2 separate regions of the Zea mays genome follow, and region 2 is linked to region 1. A link is a contact called in public Hi-C data. All regions are on one chromosome and are shown on one strand. The core of a region is the stretch at or near the end of the contact, and the rest is flanking DNA. Distances in the headings are between cores, read along the strand shown.

The links. Hi-C and Micro-C count contacts between places; a contact is called where the count stands out from the background.
Region 2: a contact with region 1 is called in a Hi-C map of ear, with 2.5 times the contacts expected there. The contact joins the promoter of LOC100282875 here to the promoter of LOC103647355 in region 1. A contact is called at or near these places in 3 of 25 Hi-C or Micro-C datasets (ear, leaf and tassel).

What each region holds. Positions count from the first base shown.
Region 1 is chr2:178,105,452-178,110,458 of Zm-B73-REFERENCE-NAM-5.0, reverse strand. LOC103647355 (leucine--tRNA ligase, cytoplasmic) reads left to right here and starts at 2,187. Exons shown (of 4, transcript XM_008671898.4): 1 at 2,187-2,833; 2 at 3,452-3,637; 3 at 3,743-3,812.
Region 2 is chr2:178,270,928-178,275,934 of Zm-B73-REFERENCE-NAM-5.0, reverse strand. LOC100282875 (histone-lysine N-methyltransferase, H3 lysine-36 and H4 lysine-20specific) reads right to left here and starts at 2,909. Exons shown (of 12, transcript NM_001412213.1): 1 at 2,439-2,909; 2 at 2,242-2,327; 3 at 1,373-1,487; 4 at 794-896; 5 at 503-602. The coding sequence starts at 2,289.

The sequences.
Region 1 (5,007 bases), core at 938-3,437:
CGTGCATCGGCATACCATATGATGGCTGGGTCAAAGGTGACCCGTTTATAGCCGATGTGTTTGACGTGGGTGGCACTGTATTAGACTCTCGCGATGGAAAATTAGGAGCAGCTGATTTCTCGTATGCACGTAAATGCATTTTAATAGATTCATCTACATATCGCTTCAACTGATCTCCTCGTTGATCCATGAAAGTCGTAAGAGATAGATCTGGAGTACTTACAGCGGGACCCTGCAGTGGAGGTAGGAGAGATTCCATATCAATCTCCCCTTGACGGACGATCTTCTGGTGGCGATCCGCCGTGAAGTGTGACAAGTAATTGTCCGTCGCCTCCTTGCGCCGTTCGGAGAGTTTATGCGGCAGTTTCGCCTCTTCCTTGTCGCGTTGTTCGTTCCATTGCCGCATCACCTCCTTCTCATCGTGCATTACGAGGTCTTCAAAGGGCCTTTGGTCATCAGCCGGGAGCGCCTCCATGGCCGGCTTAATGATGTTGGTAGTGGAGATCTTGGTGTGATCCTTAGAACCGGCCATTTATGGGCCGATTTTTAGCAGATCTAGACACCTATTCCCCAGCGGAGTCGCCAAAAAGTATGTTGACGCTTTTTCGGAGCGCCAATCACTCAAGAAGAACCGGCGGCGGTGCCCTCTGCACAGGGGCGGCCGGTCCGCGCGCAGGGGTCGGACGGTCCGCGGCCTGGTGCGAGGCGTGGCGGTGCTCTCTGCACAAGAGCGGACGGTCCGCGACATAGGGCCGGACGGTCCGCGACCTGGTGCAGGAGCTAGGATTCCCTGCCTAACGGCCGGACGGTCCGCGCCCTAGGGCCGGACGGTCCGCACGTGCGTAGGGGCGGCGGAAGATCGCCGACGGCGCCTGGATCTCGCTCCCGGGAGGGACCCCGTCGGGGAGGAGAGATCCTAGGAGTTGTCTAGGCTCGGGCAGGCCGACCTAGACTCCTCTAATCGACGTAGAGTCGAGGAGAGGCGGAGAATTTGGGGATTGGAATACTAAACTAGGGCTAAACTAGAAATAGACTAGAACTACTCCTAATGCATAAGGTAAAAACGAGTAATAGACTTGATTTGTTCGATTGTTGGGGGTTCAATCGGCCGTAGCCCTTCATCTATATAAAGGGGGAGGTCTGGATCCGTTTCCAACTGTTTCCCGAGTTAATCCCGCGGTTTTAGGTAACAAATCCCGCGAGAAACTAGGAACCCTAACTGACTCTGCGCGCGCGGACCGTCCGCGTCACCACCGCGGACAGTCCGGACCGCGGACCGTCCGGCCTCGGGGCCGGACCGTCTGCACTGCTCTTTTTAGAGCTCAACAGCCGCTCACTAATAGGCAGCTTAAAATGGGCCGCTCACATACTATAAGACACTTTACGAGAAGAAGTATTAAATATATAGATTATATTATGGAATAATTATTATATGAGTAGACTTTTAGTCAGTTATATGTGACATTATAATATTATAAAGCCTATTATGATCTATACTATTAAACTTGCTATTATGTGACGCACTGCATATAAAACTAGTGTTTTAAAGAAGCAGACCCTTAGGGAGACCGATTATTAATAGATAAAGGGCCTGTTTGTTTACCTCCCAGATTATATAATCTGGATTAAATAATCCTAAGAGACAAACAAACAGTCTAGCTTATTTGCCCAGATTATATAATCTAAGCCCTTGGATTATGATAATCCATAAGCAAGTGAGGAGGTGCTTATTTCAGATTATTTTTTTCCCACTTCCCACTACCCTTTCAAGTTTCCTAGAAATTACCCACCATTGCCATTATAATCTACCGAATCGTTTTTGCGCCTATCGGATCGGAGAAGCCTGCCACCCAACAGAAACACGCCAGATAATCTGGGTAAACAAACATGACTACTCAGATTATATAATCCAAATTATATAATCCAGATTATATAATCCTGCAAAAATAATCCAGATTATATAATCCATTGGGGTAAACAAACAGTCCCAAAGTCCATTTTTCGACCCCCAACTTGCACAAAGGTCTAATTTTAAACCCTATACTACCAAATAGGGTACCAAACACCCCCCTGAAGGCATCCCAACAGCTCCTTAATTTCATTCCCAAATTCATGTTTTAGGAAAAAAACAAGAAAACAAGCACTCCAACAATTCCCTAATTACCTTCCCTTTCCTCCCGCGCGCGCAAAAACCCAGTCGCGCGCCCAGATATCCGCCGTCCTCCCTCGACCGCCGTCGTTCGTCTGCTCGACCCTCGTCCCTTCATCTCCTCGACGACGACGACCTTCATCCAGGCCACGCCCCTCGTCGCCGAGACACCGCCGGCAAACATCCAACACCTCGACGACATATCTAGGAGGCAGCCCCGGTCGGAAGTTGCGGCCCACTAGAGGCCCATCGTCGGGCCCAGCCCCAACCCTAGCTCCAGCCGCCGCTTGGCTCTCCTGCTGTCCGTCCTGGTACCGCGCGGCCGCACCACCTCTCCAGGCTCCAGCTCCAGCGCCGCAGCGCGCTCGCCCGCGGCCCGCGCCTCCTGCTCCTGCCCTCCTCTGTCCTCTCCAGGCTCCAGCTCGCCCGTCAGGCCGCCACCGCCAGGCGCTCGCCCGCCAGCGCGCTCGCTCGCCAGGCCGCCACCGCCAGGCGCAGCCGCCCACAGCGGCCACAGCGCGCTCGCCCCGTCGCCCGCCACCGCCAGGCGCCAGCCGCGGAGCGCCGGAGGCCCGGAGCCGCAGGCCGCCGCAGCGCTCGCCCGGAGCCGCAGGCCGCAGCGCGCTCGCCCGCAGTGGTGTCGTCGTGCTCACCTACGAGCTCCGCGACCGCATCGTTAAGCTGGTAAGCTCCCTCTACCCGTAGAAGCTTGTTTAGATCTCTGTGAATGCCAAATTTATTGATTTCTGATTCACTCCATTTCATTAAGAAAACTACGGACCGAGGAATCTTTTGATTGAGCAATCACATAGTGCTTGCTAACTATTTCTAGCCCTTTGATACTTTTGCATGTGTGTTACTGAGACATCCTATCTTGGTTGTGCAACCATTAAAATATGCAAATCTTACCCCATAAGTGACAAACGTTGCCTGGTTGTCTGCCATGGTAACTGTCTTTTTGACATCGCCCGAGAAATGATATGTACCTTACTCATCTAACTTGTCCCTTACACCCACCATATTTGATCACACCGAATGTTTACTAGCTTTGAGGTTGGTGGCATGAGTGTCTCAAATATAAAGGATGTTTTATATTCCTCAAAACTACAGTTAGACAAATTTCTATAATTGATCACATAATATGGTCTGAACAAAAAAAATACATTCTATTATATAAAGCCGGCATTCAAAACGACACCTAACTTATGTGGTGTCCTCTCAATGGTGGTGACTTAACTGAATAGTTTGCACTGAACAGATGTTTTGTTGGTATGGGTAATTTATTGGATGGTTTTGATTCAGGTTTACTAGCTTACCCACGCACGGCCGCCGCCGCCTCACGCACGCAGCAGCCGGCCAGCCGCGGTACGTTCTCCAGGTCGTGCCGACGTCCGACGACAAAGAAGGCCCTGGGGGCGCTGGCGCGCATCGCGAGTCCCCTCGCCGGCAAGTATATTTGCAAGCAGACCCTCGAGCTCGTGCGTTTAGGTTCTCATACTTGTTTCTTGGTCCTGTTCGATTATGTACGAGCCTGCTTTCTGTTTAGGATTCTTCTCATTTGGTCGTGATGATTGATTGTGGTCGAATTTGCAGCCTCGGAGGGCAAGTTCCCGAACCGGGGAATCAAGGACGTCGTCAGGAGCATCTGTTGCGGGAACGTAGGGTTAGTCCCCCCCCCCCCCCCCCCCCCCAAGTTATTTTCCCTGCTTGTTCAGTGCTCGGTCAGTTGTAATTGCCTAGTTGGCTGGCAATGTGTAGTAAGTCCCAATGATCGATAGGGCAATTCGGTTCGTGGCCATAAGCACTTAAGCAGATGTCATAGTAAGATTGTAAGCATCTTTATCTTTTATGAATCAGCGAATCATCCTAGAACAGTAGTATTTATATTGTAATTCATGCGCCTTTTGAACTTAGACCTTTCACATGTAATATATGTGTACTGTACTTTTGGTTATTTTGTTTTTTTTCTATATTACCGAATTTCTTGGAAAATGTTCTACCTTCTCCTTGTGGGGTTAGACAGGGTTGTCTTGTTGTCATTGATCTGCTTGTCAATTGCTTTGGTGGGGTTGTTTCTAGCGCGAGCGGTGTGGAGAGGAGAGGAAGTGATGTCCATCCGCATCTCCTACCTTGCTGTGAGCCTGTGACGGGCCGGGTAGTTCAGTTCATCCTTTTCAGTGCAGATCCCTTTGCTTGGTGGATGTGACTTCATAGTTCATTCATACAACAACAACAAAGCCTTTTATCCCAAGCAAGACATGATAGGCTAGTGTTAAAACCCAATAGAACCTACAAGTCAAGGTTCGAGCACATGGATAGTTGTTTTCCATAAGCCCCTCTTCAAAGCTAAATCTTTCGGTATATTTCATCCTTTTAAGTCCCCTTTTATTGCGTCTTCCCGTGTCAACTTTGGTCTTCCGCTTCCTCTCTTTTTATTGCTATTGCGCCTTAGGATCTCACTACCATTGGCGCCTCTGGAGGTCTCCGTTGAACATCTCAACCGATGTTAAACAAGCTTTTCTTCAATTGGGTGCTACCCCTATCCTATTGCATATATCATCATTCCAGACCAAGGTTATCAAGGCATCGCTTAAGCGTCGCTAAAGCGACGATTAAGCGGTAAGGCGAGCTGGAATGTGTAAGGCGTCCTGTCGCCTTGCTCTCGCAGTAAAGCGCGGGGAAGAGGAGGAGGAGGCGGCGATGGCGCACACGGAGTAAGGCGCGTGAAGAGGAGGCGGCGGAGCGCAGGACTCGCAAGTCGTGGCGGCGGTGGCACGCAGGGAGAAGGAAGAGAGCTGCAGGGAGGGAGAAGGAGAGAGCTGGGGGAAGGGAGGGAGGAGAACCTGGCGGCTGAGAGG
Region 2 (5,007 bases), core at 1,660-4,159, 160 kb before region 1:
TCCCAGTTCGTCGACATCTTCACTAAGGGCCTCCCATCCATAGTGTTCTCGGAGTTTTGGCCCAGTCTCAATATCTATAATGACTAGGGTTGCGACTGCGGGGGTGTTAGACTAATGTGTGTCACTGTTGTAATGGGCTTAGGCCTAGCCCATGTACTATCTACCTATTAATACAGCTGTCCCACCCTAATTAGAGTTAGGGCTATCTTCTCCTAACATTTTCTAATCTTGTTTTACTGTGCTACCATTCCTTTAACAGATAAGAGTAATCAACAATCACATTTTAGCAAATAGAGCATCCCACTTAACACAGAAAATAGAGATTTTGTATAGAAGGCCCAAGACAGTAAATATCTAAGGATAGGCAATATCAATATAACATTTATTGCATTGTACCACCAGCAAATGCATTGACTGCTCACAGCATTTCTCCCTCATTAACCATCCCTTTTGAATTAAATAATTATGAAAACTTGAATCAATCTCACAGCAACGATCTTACCTTAATCAATTTGGTTTTCTTAAGAGGTCTGTGCTGGAATGATTTATTGGTGCATGTGTCATCACATTCACATTGTGATGAACAGCAAGAGAAAAGCATGCTGCATCAGCAAAGTTTCAGCATGTCAGAATATCTCAATAATGATAAAACTCACAGGTGTAATAATCCAACAGCTAACAGATTCATATGTTTTTTCACATCCAGTTTTTCTAAATAAATATAGAAAACAGAACTGGTTACGGAATTAGCAGTATCAATGCTCTAGTGTGTCTTACAAGTTTGGAAACTTACCCACAATGGCAGTCTCTGCCACACACAACTGATGAACCAGGAGAAGGCTTACAGTGACAAGAAATGCCATAATCTTCAATGCGTCTCTTAGTGCAATATACATCTTAGTAGAATTAAAGGCAATAAAAATGTGGACATATCCATAAAAAGGCACATATTCAAATTCACCAAGGTATAGTAATATTTCGATTCTCTTTTTTCACTCAGAACTCAGAAGCTAGAAAAACAATTTGACTCGACTCTCAATAAGAAAAAGAAAAATGATATAACATTAAGACATATCCCTGTTGTAGTCACAGTATTGAATTGCTAGTTTCGTTCCTGCACTGATTTCTACTTCAGGCTAGGACTATGTAATGTAGTCAAGTTACAGGATATGTTGGATGAAATACTAACTTGACTGATAAAAGAGGCATAGAATAGAAAGTTTGAATATGTTGAACAAGGACGTGTCAGAATATGATATTTTGATGATGAACAGTAAGAATTAAACGAGGCAAATGTGCAAATAAATTATCTTGAGAAAAACAATACTCCTATATTACAGTGAAGATTCAAAAGTCTAGTTGGCAAGGATACTCCGCTTGATTGGTTCATAGCGGCCTAACACATTCAATTGTTTCAAGAAAGGCCGCGTATCAAAATCCGCATGTTCTATCTTGTTGATCAGTTGGTCAAAAACATTATCGATTTGCTGCAGCACAGAAGTAAAAGATAGGCTAGTGAGAGATATTTCCAAGCAGGAGATAAGTAACTTAGGACCTGTTTGGAAGCACCACAGTTTCTAAGAAACTGATTTCAATCCCCAGCTTCAAGAAACTGGTTTATGGGAAAACACTGGGTGTGCGTGTTTGGAACCCATTTTCTTGGAAACCAGTTTCTAGGCTTTTCGATACACATAGACAAGTCTATCCTTACTCTATTTTTAAATTAATTTATTCAATTATTCACTTCATTTTTCTTTCATGCCAATTTTAAATATAGATTGAACTCGTTTTTAATTCAAAATTTTCACATAATAACGAAACATTCAAATCAGGTAGTGCAGGCATTTAGGCATCACATGCATAGGCCTGAGAGCAGTGGCAATTACTATAATTTCCACTAAACCAACTAAGGACAGTACGTAATTTGCCGCGCAAAAGCTGGTTTTAGCTTGGGAAGGCCAGCTTCTTGGTTTCTTAGAAACTGGGAATCCAGTTTCTAGAAACCAAAGCATAAACTGGTCTGTTTTTTTCTTAAAAACTGAGTGCTTCCAAATAGACCTTTAGTAGAACTGAGCCTGAGACAAAGAAGCCTAATAAAATAAGTACTGTAATAGCAAAAAAAATCGACAAGGCAATGATAGTAACATCGATCCTATATGGGCACTCTCCATAGGAAGCAAAGAACATTCAAGCGGTGGGTAAGTTAAGAGCGTCAGCAGCATGTACTCCAAGCACACTCACCTCTGTCAGATTGACCCCGGGCGCGGAAGACAAGCCCACGCGGACCATGGACAGATGGATTGGGGCAGGGATAAACTCACAATAATCTGAGAGGAGGGACAGATTTGGGTTTTGAATAAGAGCGCAAAACAACACCTACTGACTCAAAGCCACCGCCGAGTTGATTCAAGAGAGGCCAAGTTAGGGCTTCCTCTCACCAATCCACCAGGAAGAGGTAGAGGAGCGGCGGTGCCGGGCGGGGCGGCGCACCAGCAGCTGGTGCTGGTGGTTTAAGCGGAGGGTGACGCTGCCTACGCTGCCGAGACCGAGAGAGACAGAATGGGCGGCGCTGTGCTGCTCTGGGTCGGCTTCCTGGAGCTGTGGAGGCGAGGAGAGCCCGCCTAGGGTATTGCTGAATGCTGATGCCGCCGCCCTAGTTTTGGCAAGCTTTTAATTGGTTCCTACACTTAATTTGTAGCTCCATGGGCGACGAAAATCGAATCAATGTGACAGGAGGGAAAGGGGGCAAGCGGGAGAAGGAGCTCTGGGATTCGGCAGAAGCAGCAGCGGAGATGCTCGGAGCGGGGCTCGCCGGCGGCAAGTCAGCGAGCAAGCTGCAGTTGCAGCGATTAGACAAGCGAAGCGTCCGAAGAAGCTGGGAGGGAGTGAGAAGTCTAGCCATCACTGACACGTGGGGCCGCGGGGTTTTGCGCCAATTTGTTAGCTGTCTATGGGCCCAACTTTTTTTGGATTTTAGCCTTTTTTGTTTTTTTTCACAAATATCTTCTTTGCAGTTTCATTTCAAAAAATAGACCCCAACCTCGGCGACATCATCATTGGCGTCGAGGTAACGCACAGCGACGTCAGTACCATTGGTGTCAACTTTTCCTACGTGGTAGCCGATGTGGCAAGTCCCAGTGGGTCGGCGTCATAGATCTTGGCACCAACCCCCCTTGACGGCAGGATCCGGTGCTATCAGGGGGGTCGGCGCCAAGATCTATGGCGCCACCCCCTGGGACTTGCCACGTCGGCTGTCACGTAGGAAAAGTTGGCGTCAATTATGTCGGTGCCACTATGTGTTACCTTGGCGCTAATGATGACGGTACCGAGGTTAAAATTCATTTTTTTGAAATGAAACTATAAAGAGCATAATTGTGAAAAAAACCAAAAAAAGCTAAAATGAAAAAAAAAATTAGTCTATGGCCCGATAATTTTAATGCAGCAGCCATAACACGGCCCATACGCGTCTGTGGTTACATTAGTTGAGATGAAAAAAAATCCATTTTACCTCGTCAATTATCCCAAAAATCAGTTTTTTTCTAGAACATGTCTCTTCTCTTACCTTCAAAATTGGACACGTTATTTTTTGGCTGTTTTACTCGATGTTTTTTTCTTTTTTTACATTAAGTTTGCTTGAACCTTTAAAATCATAGGATAAAAAATATAAAATGAAAAAAAAACAATTGTATTAACGCCCGCATAAATAGATCAAAATATCGAACACGTGATACGATATGTTTTAGTAAAAAAATCTACAGCTTTATATATATATCGTCGGTACGACACCAAGGAACTAGGGGTACCCGAGAAATTTATGGAGTTGTGTAAGTGAGGAACTTAGGTCATCTCCAGGAGGCCATGTAAACGGTCATACAAAATATTGTTTTGTACTATAAATTATATTGTTTTTAGAGTGGAGTTTGAAATAAGGAGTGAGATAGGGAGTATGATAAAGAGTTTGCTGGAGATAGCCTTAGGCCTGAGATGTTGACAAGGCAACAGGCACGCATACTTCCTTTTTGTGGTGAATGAATTAATGAAAGTGAAGGTAAAGTTTATATGCTCAGATGTTATATGAGTTATAGTATCAAGTAGATTTTCTTTACTTTAGTTCTAACGAGAGTTCTCATCTAAGCCCCAAAATACAAAAATCTAAAAAAAAAGTGTGGACTAAGAAGCAAACATGAGATTGACATGCCTTCCCCCTCTTTTTTCTATATTGCTCTACTCCTCACTTTTATAGCACAAGATATGAGAGAGCTACATCTCTATGGATGATGTGCTTTGCATAGTAGAGGTCTAACTACTATTGTTTTATCATAGTTGCAAAGCCATATATGGAGCGCGTCTTGGTCGTGCCACGGTGTCAAGCATGTTGTGCTACAATGGTGTCGGGTACCATAATTAGGGGTACCCCCAACACTCCTAAACACGGATGGTAACCACCCTCAACACAAACCGCAAAGACTGATGGGCGCGGTTCAGGTCAAGGCCTCGTCTACCAAGGGACGCAATCTCGCCTCGTCCGAGCCCGGCCACGGGCGGGAACAGTAGTCCCGGACGAATTCACGCCTCGCCCGAGGGCCTCCTCAGGCGGTGGGCGCACCCTCGACTCACCCGAAGCCCAGCTCGGGCAGGCTTCGTTGTGAAGCAACCTTGGCCAAATCGCCTCACCAACCGACCGTATCGCAGGCGCATTCAATGCGAGGATCGCCTGACACCTTATCCTGACACGCGTGCCTCAGTCGGCAAGGTCGAAGTGACCGTAGTCACTTCGCCCTTTCACTGACCGACCTGACAAGAAAACAGCACCGCTTGCCCCGCTCCGACTGCTCTGCCACCCACCAGGGTGAGACTGACAACAACCGAGTTCAGCCTCGGGTGCAATAGGAAGCTCCGCCTCGCCCGACCTTAGGCCTCGGCCTCGGGAAGAGGTCTCCGCCTCGCCCGACCCTAGGGTCGGCCTCAGCCTCGGCCTCGGGGGGAATCGCGTCCTCGCCCGACCCC